Linked DNA regions of Rattus norvegicus: region 1 is linked to region 2. Evidence: chromatin contacts called from public Hi-C data. All regions are on one chromosome and are shown on one strand. The core of a region is the stretch at or near the end of the contact, and the rest is flanking DNA. Distances in the headings are between cores, read along the strand shown. Region 1 has its middle 78 kb from the start of Ankrd55. Region 2 holds the start of Ankrd55 (ankyrin repeat domain 55).

Region 1 (5,631 bases), core at 1,711-4,210, 78 kb after region 2:
GCAAGTAACAAAGACAGAGGTTCTCGAACCATGTGGAAGGTGAATGCCAACACTTGAGGTTGTCTCTTAACCTTCCTTGCACTCCATGAAATATGCACAGAGGCACTCACACACATGTACATGTACACATACTTCCACACATAAAGGTAGCACAGTTGTGTGGGGGTGTGTGTGTGTCACAGATCTAGGAGACAGAAACACATCTTCTCTGTACTTCATCAGGGCTTAAGGGTAGCAGGAAAGCAGTGACACGCATGGGTCATAAGCATCAGGCTCCTCCTGCATGGAGTCGAGAAGCCCTACAAGTGGACATGGAAGCTACTACTAGAACAAACACTGGCTGCCATTGTCGTTATTTTTAATTCCAATCTGGGGTTTCTACCCCACCTTTGACCATTTAGTTCCTGAATAAAAGACACAACCTTTATCTTTCCAGTAAGTATTATATAGCACAAGACCTGGGCAGACATTTACCCTCCATGCTATTAGAATCTACTTTCCTACCAATAACTCCAAGTTATTACTTACTATGTTTCATCTGGGCTGCTCTTACCTCCAGTTGGCCAGCCCTTGGGGCCATGTTTTCTTGATTCCTTACCCATGGTGGTTTCCTCCTCCATTCCTTTCCTCCCCAGGAGAATATTTCCTTTCCTCCCTATGAGAATATTTCTCCTCCAACTCCAAGCTTGGGAACCCCAAACCCTGTCTATGTTTCTTCTGGCCAGCGATTGGTTCTTGGCATCTTTATTTACCAATCAGAAATAACTTGGGGGCACATAACAGTCACTTGGGTCTACAAGTGGACTCTCTCATCTCTGGGGCAACCAAGTCTTAGGTTCTGCACTTAGCATTACAGTGCACAGCATCAGACTAAACCTCAATAGGCTGTATTTGGAAACACCATAGCTGCTAAACTAAAGAAGAGCCGAGTTGCAGAAAGTCTACGAGAGAACAAGAGTAAGTAGTTGGCATAGTCAACCAGCACTGTGTCTGACAGAGAGAAGGCCCTAGATTGAGCATCTGAGACACATGAGACCGCAAATCCGAAGACCAACCCTTCCCTTTCCCAGGGTGTTGAACAAGGTTTGGGAGAAAGCTAACAAATCGAAAAGACGCAGGCGCTCCCCTCTCCCTAACACCTCCGGCCACCGAGAGCATCTTGCCTTTCCAAAGACAGGTTTTGTAGCTCTCAGACCAGAGCACAGTCTGTGCGCTGTGCTGTGCACCACAGTTCATATTCAAGAGTAGAGGTGTGAATTCCCATGAAGTCCTTTCCGTTAGCGTAGTAAGACAAGGAAGGAAGTAAAAAATGTTTTTTAACATGAAGTTTGCTGGAGCTGACGCTTGAGCTTGCAAGAGTTAACTTTTAAATCCTATACTGAAGAATTTTTAAGAACTTGCTATTCATTGGTGGCTTGAAATTAGTCATAGTGGAAACATTCTCACTATGAAGTTTGTTTAGATTGTCCTAGATAAAAGCATCTCTTGGGAATCTTTCAGATTCATACGCACTCTAAATTAATTAAAAAAAAAATGGCCACAGAATCTTCCTTCTACCCTGGGTGCCCCGAAGCTCACTGATCTCAAACTCAAAAGATCCACCTGCCTCAACTTCCGCAGTGCTGGGATTAAAGGTATGTACCTATATGCTTGGCTTTTAAATACAAAATGGAAAGACCTTTCCCCTGATGGTAGACGGTTGATTTTGAAAGAAATAGTGATAACATGTTTAGGCTTTGCTGTGTTAAGTAAAAACATTTCATCAGATGCAATTTAACTCAGGGCTTAGTGGAAACCGTGCAATACTTGGATGTGTGAGTCAGCACTACACCCAGAAAGGGACTCCCCCGAAGGCTCATCCTGAGCCAAACACACCTTAATGAGTATTCCCCAGGGGACCCCTGTTTCTCTCTGTTACCCTGTGAGCCTGGTAACAGCTGTAACTCAGTTTGGTCAGTTTTTCTATTCAAGACAAGTGGCCTGGTCTTAATATAGACAGCACTTCCACGGCTCATGTCGGATAGCATTGCCACCCCCATACACAATTAGCATTCAGGAAGTGAATATATGTGCCCCTCCTCAACCCTTTTGTATCTAAGAAATAAGCAGCAAATCCAGTCAAGAACCCAAGATGGGAAGGAAATATATGTTGTGTTTTCCTTGCAGCCTGTTTTTGCAGAAAAAAAAGAGAATGCTACTGTTTGGGTACAAATTAAGTGTGTCCCTAGAACAGGGAAGGGAAGAAGGATACTCCCTTTAGAGGTAGAGCCTTTGTGACATGACTGGACTAGATAAAGTCGTCGGGTGGAAGTCCCTGTAGATGAGTGGTGGTGGCATTGTAACAAGAGGGGGAGATAGGCACACATGACACGCACATATACATACCCTCACACACATGCATACAGACATGGACCCACACTCCTTGTCTCCTACGGGCTGACCCAGGACTGCCAGTGAAAGGCCACCATGCGATGTACCTTGGACATGTAGTGCTGAGAACCAAAAGGAACTAACTGTTTCACATGCTCGCCCGGTCTGTGTTTGTGCTATTGGTGACAGAGAATGACTTAGTTCAGAGGAGCAAAGGTCATATTCTGTTCTGTGTCCACACAAGTGGATATAGACAGGTTTGGATTACTGGTTAGAAAGTGGTAGAACCAGTCCCTACTGCATGGGGCCAACACTCAGACATCACCCAGTCGGCAGAAAGGCTGCAGAGATCCTAACTCCAAGACCTAGAAAGCCTGTTTCTTGAGACGGTCTCTCACTCCTAGGCTAGCACTGAACTTGTTTTCCTCAATCTACCAAATGCAGGGGTTGCACTGAGTATGACCACCCTCAGCAGGGTCCTGAATTTATCTCCTTTTTAAAAATCACCCGTTCTCTGGACTCCACTGCACCCGTTCTGCTAAAAACACAGATGATTTTGATGCATGTGTACATTTACTCCTTCAACAAATGTTTACTGACTGTTTGGCTCTGCAGGACACAGAAAAAGAGTACACAGACTAGGGATAGAACCAGCTGATAAGAGTAATGACGAACTTTCTTAAATTTACTAGAGAAAACGTTCACTAAATTATTAATACTTCTCTGGATTTCATTTTGTGATTTGAGACCAATAAAATTACTTTTTAATAAAACCAAATATTAAGCCTCGAAATTGCTTCCCTGCTTTTAGACTCGAGGTCAAGCCACAGGATCCTTTCATAAGACTATAGCTGGGTATGCTGGCATACATCTGTAATGCCAGCACTCGCGAGACCAAGACGAAAGGCTCAGGGGTTCATGGTAATCCTTGGCCACCTAGAGAAACAGAGGCCAGTCTGTGTCACATGGGACCCTGTCCCAGAAAACAAAATAAAGACCATAATTTAGGTTTGATGGCACATGCGGGTAATTCCAGATCTCTGGAAGCTAAAATGGGAGAACCAAGAGTTTGAGGCTAGTCTGTCCAGCTAGTGTGTCATAGCAAGCTCTGATCTATCAGTCTGACCTACATATCAAGATGCTAGCCTAGTAAGTCACCATCAGGGAGACTTCATCCAGCAACGGATGGAAACAGATACAGAGACCCACAACCAAACATTAGGTGGAGCTCAGTGAATTCCATGAAAGAAGGGGAGGAAGGATTGCAGGAGCCAAAGGGGTCAAGGATACCAGAAAAAAACTCGCAGAATCAACAAACGTGGGCTCATCAGAGACGGAACTGACAATCAGGGAGCCTGCTTCTATGTTATATGTTATGTTTTATGTGTTTTGTGTTATGTGCTATGTGTTATAGGTTATAGGTTATAGTTATAGGTTATGGTAGTGTAACCTGATGTTCTTTTGGAACTAGTAACAGTGGGAGCAGGGGATGTCTCTGACTCTCTTGCCTGCTTTTGAGGCCCCTTTCTTCCTACTGGGTTGCCTCATCCAACCTTAATATGAGGGGAAGTACACAGTCTTACTTGATATGCCATGTTTTGTTGATGTCCGTGGGAGGCCTTCCCTTTTCTGAAGGGAAGCTGAGGAGGAGTGGGAGTGGATGAGAGTGGGGGTGGGGCGTCAAGGGTCGAGACGTAATATATGAGAGAAGAGCTAACTATTTTGAAAAAAAGAGCCTGTGGGTATAAGTAAGTCTCAATGCAAACTGAATCGACAGTCCAAGTTGCTGACGCTGTGCCTCTTCGGGATCCTGAAGTTCAGAGATGGCGTCTTTCCAGCTGCTGTTACCTGGTCAGAATGTGAGCAAACCCAGTAAGTTCTTATAAGTGTCTGTCCCCTTAGTGTCAGAGACCAAAGCTTGCCTAGTCTCAGAGTCATTTCTTTTTTCAACATGACCCCTTGGGTCAATGCACCATCAGGTCTCTGTGTTCGGGTCTACGGGAAAGGAGACCCAAGCCTTGAGACCATAGAGTATGTGAGAACGTAAGAGGATCTGAGGACCTGTCTCTTCACCAGCCACACCCATCTGGTTGAGGCCCTTTATTCTCAGTTCTTGTGGATTAGCTTCTCAGGTGAAAACCATCACGATGCACAGATTTAGCAGTACTTAGCCCAGGAGAAAGACCCCCAGGTTCCTCACGCTGATGGATTGTGAGTTACTTTCTTTCTCTTCCCTCAAACTTTTTTTTTGAGACAAGGTCTCTCTCTCTCTGCAGCCCTGGCATGTTCTGGAAGTTGGCTATGTAGACCAGGCAGGCCTGGAAGTCACAGAGAACCGTCTGCCTCTGCCTCCTGAGTGCTGGGATTAAAGAAGTGTACCACCCTCACCCTGTTCTCACTCAAACCGTTTAAAACTGCTTTTAAGAAGCAAAACAGCATGGTTTTGAGTTCCTGTTTTTCCTAACCACTTTTTTTTTTAAATCCTGGGGTTATCTCATGAACTCTGGACAGAGAAGCCTAGAAGATCTGTCACCTTTGTTCCCTGGGAAGGAAGAGTCAGGAGTGGCCACCTCACAGCCAAATGTATGCACGAACAGTCACAGAGCACAGGGGGTAGAGACAGTGTCTCCTACTGTGATTTCAACATACAGCTGGTTCTCATGACACAAACTCAGAACAACGAGTTCTAGAAGCTTCTCAGGTGTGTCTCATCGTCAGTGTTTGACATTTGAAACTACAGAACACTTAAAATTAAAAATTAACTTTCCTTTCTGTGACTCTAAAATTTCACCCACTTGAATATGTGAGGAAGAGCCTATCTCCCATTAAGGATAATCTGGGGAATGTGTCCTCTTGACATTTAAAGAGACAAACAATATGAGGGGAGAGGTACATACATCTGGCAGTCCTTCCACCGTTGCTAGGCGTCCTCTGAGGTGAATACTCAGCAATGACGACTGTAAGGCTTAAATACCATCCAAAGGAGGGTGCTGTACAGAGCAGGAAACTCTTCAGGCTTCCATAAATTCAATCCCTTATTCTCATCAGCCAGTTCCCATCTCTTACTTTAATCCCTTTTCCATACATACAGATTGATAGCACACAGTTTTAAATACCCATGTGCACACTGCTCAGGTGGCAAATCGACTGTAATAAATAAATGCAGAAGACCTGCTCTCTGAAAGCTGCCCGCCCAAACCCTCCAGGTGCCGTTTGAACAGACAAGGTAATTGTAAAAGCTTTTACCTATGTCAGCGCAAG
Region 2 (6,168 bases), core at 1,061-3,560:
TTGGGTCAAGATAAAATAGTCCACTAAAGCTGCTATTTGCCTGAAAGTGGAGCATGGATGGCCATCCCAGAGTAGACAAAATAAAGCTGGCATCAAGGTGAGGGGAGATTGAGCAACAGAAAGGACAGATTCAGCCATCTTTCAACAAGTCCCAGAAGTGTTTGATGGACTCAGATATGTTGCGCATTAAATGGGATATCCAAAGCCTTCTGGCAAAATACTTTTGAGATCCTAATTCTAGGAGGCAGTGCAGCTCCACATCGTGATCAAGGTGCTGTGTCTATCTTATCGTAGCATTCAGTCATGAAGGGTACATGGACATGTTATTATGCAGCATGCAGTCGATAAAACCCACAGTTGAATCTGGTGTGATGGCACACACTTGTGTCTTAGCACAGGGGGAAGAGAGGCAGGCAGAACACCCGCGAATTTGAGGCCAGTCTGATCCACATCGTGAGTTCCAGGCCATCAAGGGCTACACAGTGATGCCCTATCTCAAATCAAAAGGAAATAAATAGCTCCATTGTTCCCTTGTCACCGTTAGCAGCTTCCTGACAATCAGGCTTCTTCCAAGGGGCCACCACCAGGTCTTTGAATGTGCATGTAGAAGTAGAAGGTAGCTTCATCTTTTAAGTTGGGGCCCTAGTTCCCACACCCAGAGACACCGGGAATCATCTTAACAAAATGTCCTGACTTTGTTTTGGTAAAAATAAAAAAATGGATGGGCAGCTACTTGAACTCTTGAGTTCCCACTCCGCGTGGATCTGCGGGAGCCGCGCTCCGGCTATCTCTGCCAACTGCTTTCTCACATTGTCCCCTTGGCGGGGTTGTTACCAGGCCTGACACACACATCGAGTCCCATGGGCCATTCTATTGTGGCACCATGCCACGCTATCCTGGAGGAGTCTATTGCCAGCCTCTCCGGGCTGTCTCTCTGCCCGCTGGGGACTTTGCTCATGTCCCCTGTAAAATCAAAGTTCTAGAAACTTGTAATTTATCAATCAGATTTATCTGTTAAATTCTCAATCCACAATACATGCCCACAATAAATTCACTGCCAGTTAGTAAAGATAGAAACCGCCTACCTAGACAAGATAAAATGACCTAGTCCACGTGGATCATCCTGCTCTGTCGTCCCCATCTTGATTCTCCTGCTTCTCCTCCTCCTCCTCTCTCCCTCCTAGATTGCCCCCCCCCACCTAACCTTCCTTCTCATCCAGTGTTAGGCTTCACTTTATCCTGGACCTGCCTTGCTGCATAATGACACCGTCCTGCATGAGTTATGGGAAGATTTGTAACAAAATCTAAACAATATATGGCTTCTTTCATAGCCTTCAACAAGAGCCCCATTTTAAACATATACCTCAGACATGTAATACTGTCTAAATAAGCTAAAAGTTTTTGAGTGGGGCAGTATAAATAGCAGGTACTAAAAAATGCTTACTAAATGCCAGGCTGCTATTAAGCACACAGGATTAGTATTACCACAGTGTCACTCCACCCAAGGGAGACAGTTGTCAGTGTTGTCAAGATCTCCACATTACAAGTAAGGAAGCTAAGCCAGGTGAGGGTGCCTGGTCCAAACTTCCACATAGCCAGTTAGCACAAGCCTGGCTTGTACCTAAGGTATCTGACCCTTCACCTGTCGCACAAATGACAGGAGAGGCTGCTTCAAAATATGAAACACAAAACCAAATGTGGAGGAGTTAGAAAGCAGTGGCCCACTTTACAAAACGATGCTGTTGTAAGTAAGCGGTCCTTGCATTGGACTGGCTAGCTGGTTAAAAATCATTAATGGTTTCTCAGAAACACGGGGACAGAGAAACCAAAACAAAACTCTAGGATGCGTGCCAGCTAAAGTTCAAAGAACCAAAAGGCCAATGGCCCTATTGTCCACAGGAGAAGAAAAACACAACTTTAAAACCGTTGAGATATTCTTTCTCTGAACATCAGTTACACTCGGAGAAAACAAGCACGGGTGTCACTGATAGAGGGGCTCGGCATAGCCTGTCTCAAGGCATCTCCACAGGAGAGCTTGCTTCTCTGCGAATTCTGGGAGTCACCTGACTGCAGTCTGTGGTCATCCTTGGCAGTAACATTGTTGGATCAATTCTTCACAAAGGCAGAGTAAACAGTTGGCTCCCTCATTCAAAGCAGTTTGTTTTGTACAACCTAGGTTCTTCTAGAAATAGCATCTATACAAACCCAGGTGATTGAAAATGGCTTTAATGGAAGGGAAAATATGCAAAACGAGGCACAAGATGCAAATAGCAGTGCTACAGATGAACACCAACAAAAAGCTATTGCTCAACTTACAGTTGGACAGCAGTGGTGGGCAGGTTGTGAGGGGGCCACGTGAGAGCTAGTTCTGCATAGGGAAAGCTCCTGGTAGGAAGGAGGCAGCTACTGCTAGATGCTCAGCAAGGGAGGAGAGCCCCATCTTCTCCCTTCCCAGTCTCCAGGGCCTCCCATGTGAAGCAACAGGATAAGGGCATCTGGAGATAGATAGTGAGCTAAGATCAAGGTACGAACATCTTTGGAAGAGAGAGAGGAATGACCATAATGCTTCTCCCAAAGATGGACAAAGTGAGGTACTAAGAAGACCGGTAATATGTCCATGGATGTAGTTCAGTTGGTAGAGGGCTTACCTAGAGAGCACATGTTTTCAATTTCCAACAATTGCACAAAACCAGGCATAGCAGCCCACGTCTGCAAATGCCAACTCTCAGGGGTGGGTGTAAGAGAATCAGAAATCCAAGGTCAGCCTCAGCTACATAGAAAATTAAGGCCAACCTGGGCTACACAGGACCGTGGCTCTAAACAGAAACAAACAAAAGAGAAAACATAGTATGCTTCAGATCTTGAAGAATAGATTGAAATGAAGAAGATGGCCCTCTTCCCTTACTGGTCTCTCTGATTTTGGGAAACCTCAATGCCTAAAGAGTCATAACACGTCAATCCCAAGGCTCCTTGCCAACATGTGGTAGTGTGCGAATGACCTAGAGTGGCCCACTTTTCTTCAGAAGTGTCCCTTCAGAAGAGAGTATATGACTAAGCTGACCCCGCCTCTGCCTGGATTCACTGGAGAGGAAGGTTTAGTGACTCACTTGTGTGGGTGACAATCTGGTCTGTGGTATCCTTTGAGTGAACTCACTTTGCACACTAACAGAGTATCTGGTTTGTGTAGGTGACTCATCTGAAGAAGTCGACCTGACAATGGTGTATCAGGCAGCATCGAATGGAGATGTCAACTCTCTGACTGCCGTGATCCGGGAGGATCCGTCCATCCTAGAATGTTGTGACAGTGAAGGTAAGCTGTTTGTGCATTTTTTTTAAAAAACCTGGGATGAGATGCATTACTCTTTCAGAGATTGTCTTTTGAGATGAGCCATACTAATGAAATTCTTTTTGACTGACCACAGGATATTGCAGGCATCTTGCCTGTGGCTCTGTAGAATCCCTTGGCACCTCTCAGCATGACATTGGACACAGAACTTCATCATCTTTCACCTACTAGTCACCTATTATGTTTCACATATTATTATGGAGTGGGTTGTTTCCAGTATTTTTGTAGGAATGGCCAAGTAAGGATGTGTGTGTGTGTGTGTGTGTGTGTGTGTGTGTGTGTGTGTGTCACAATGCTCATGTGCGCGTGCACACACATCATCGTTGTCATGGTTGCATTTTCACCTCCATTCTTTCCAAATACAACTAAGAACTATGGATAGGATAACTAAAATAACTTTGGAAACCAAGAGAAGGGCCAAGTCCTGAGATCCAGGGAAGGGCATGGTGGTGAGTTCTCTGGATTGTCCTTTTGCCTTGTATATCCCAGGGTTGAGGCTGAAGGAGATGGCAACACAGAATGCCAACAGACATGGACAAAAGAAAAGCCACTGAAAACCTGCATTCTCTAGGCAAAATGCCAAGACCGATCACAGGAAAGCACTGATAGGAAGAGACTCTACACAACTGCATGGCTTCACAAGAGGGAACACTTCCACCGTTGGTCCAACACCTCCGCCATCTGTATGAGTTCTTGCTTCAGAAGCTTAGAGGAAGAAGAGTGAAATATCTCAAAACGCACAGAGGTGGGGAGAGGAAACAAGAAAAGATGAGATTGACAAAAGCAATAGTGAAAAAAAGAAACAAAGAAACCAGGAACAACTTCAAAGAAACAAGGAACAACTTGTAGTGACACTGACAAGAAAAACTGACTGAAGGAGATGCAGATTTCCACTCTTGGGAACAAGCCCAAGGACACCACTACAGATCCTACAGAAGTGCTGCAAACAACGTCACACATAAATTTGACAATTTAGATTAAATGAATTAATCGCTCAAAATAAAATAAACTAGGAGGAAGAGAGGAAGTTAGATTCTGTTAGTACCTACATGAAAATATCACAGTGGACACCAGGAATATATATAATTAATGGTTGTTAACAGCTCTATTATGAAACAAATTAAATATTACTATAACTATTTAGGAAATTAAATTCATAATTTAAAAATTCCTAAAGGAAACTCCCTTCAGCCCTAGATGGTATTATTGAGTTCTACTATTATTTATTTATTTACTTACTTACTTGCTTATTGTTTAGAATTATTTTATGTGTTCGAGTGTTGTCTGTACACCATGTGCCTTCTTGGTGGCCAATGTCAGAAAAGGGTATCAGATCTTCTGGAACTAGAGGTTCGGATGGTTGTGAGCCACCAATCTTGGTTCTGGAAACCAAACCTTTGGAAGAGCAACAAATGTTCTTAATCACTGAGCCATCTCTCTAACCTATTCACAAAAACTTTAAAGAATAATCAGCATTAATTTTATATGATTTCTTTCAAAAAGAGAAAAGAAGAAAATACTTCTTAGCTATATTTATGAACTAAACCTACGTTAATATCAATACTTGATAAAATTATAAACTCCCTAAAGAAGAATACTCATATCAGTTGGCACAGAAGCATTTCATAGAAGTCAATACTCATCCGTAATTTTCAATCTCAGAAAACAGAAATGGAAAGGAGCTTTCTCAACACGACAGAGAACAAAGCCAGGCACGGTGGTATGAGCCTATAGTCCCATCCACTTGGGAGGCTGAAGCACAAGAGTCATGAGTTCAAGTCTGTGCCATGTAATTTTCTTTTCTAAATTATCTACATTATAACTCAATTGTTAAAGATGGATGTTTTGACTCTGAGATCAGGAACAGACGAGGAATGCCCACTCTCAACACCTAACTTCAATGCACTATAAACCCAAAAGGCTAGAACAGAAGGCGAGAAAAGGAAATGCTCATATTCAAGAGAACAGCAGAAATATCTGCTTTTCACACAACTTAATTGCACTACAGTCCTAAGGTGTGAATTCAGAGATCGCAGGTACAAGATGAGGGCATAAACCGAATCCAGGTGGGTTACAGACAAAATGTACAGGCAAAATGTAACAGTCTGAAAGAAAATGTGGAAGCCTGACCCTGTGTATCGTCAGCTGGTCAGTATATACTTACTAAATACCTTAGCCCTCCCCACCAATGTACAATGTCACCTGAGTTATACAGCGAGCTCCATGCACGTCTGAGTGTTTCCCAAACTCTCCTTTCTAAACCGTTGAGCTATTTCTTATTTTAGTTGTCATAACTTTATAGTAAATATGGTCTGTTAATAAGGTAATTTTCTGTTCTTTGTTCTCTGAAGACATTTGTATAGAAAGCAGTCTCAAGATTGATTTAAACTAGTCAGAGAGAGCATGTAATTTTATTAAAATATTATGTAAAATTAATTTGTTTAATTTACTGAATATCTCAGATTTACAAATTGTTTCATTTTCTTATTTATTATGTCCTCCCCCTGCAATGGTTGTACCTATCTCTTCATTTTTTTTTAACTTTTAATATTTTTTTTCCCAAGACAAGGTTTCTCTGTGTAGCTCTGCCTATCTTGGAACTCACTCTGTTGACCAGCCTGGCCTTGAACTTAGGGATCTGCCTGCCTCTGTTTTCCTCCAGAGTGCATGCACCACCACAAGGCTTATAACTACTTGATAGGAAGGGAGATAGGGAGAAAGAGAAGGGAGAAAGAAAGGAAGTAGGGAAGGTTGGAAGAAGGAAGAGATGAGGAAGATAAGAAGAAAAGGAGAAAGAAGGGAGGGGAAGGACGAACCTACTG

The links. Hi-C and Micro-C count contacts between places; a contact is called where the count stands out from the background.
Region 1: a Hi-C map of liver shows a contact between it and region 2, with 2.9 times the contacts expected there. The contact joins the enhancer-like site here to the promoter of Ankrd55 in region 2. A contact is called at or near these places in 5 of 12 Hi-C or Micro-C datasets (kidney, liver, mammary epithelial cells and 1 more).

What each region holds. Positions count from the first base shown.
Region 1 is chr2:45,722,956-45,728,586 of GRCr8, forward strand. No RefSeq gene overlaps it. Among named protein-coding and RNA genes, the nearest start is that of Ankrd55, 78 kb to the left of the region's middle. Within about 2 kb of position 2,961, at least 8 of the 93 cell types and tissues checked have an H3K27ac peak or open chromatin away from gene starts, as enhancers often do. A contact at or near this core is called in liver, where this site is marked.
Region 2 is chr2:45,645,476-45,651,643 of GRCr8, forward strand. Ankrd55 (ankyrin repeat domain 55) reads left to right here and starts at 2,311. Exons shown (of 10, transcript NM_001270039.1): 1 at 2,311-3,310. The coding sequence starts at 3,217. LOC103691456 (a long non-coding RNA gene) reads right to left here. Exons shown (of 6, transcript XR_010064083.1): 3 at 4,590-6,168.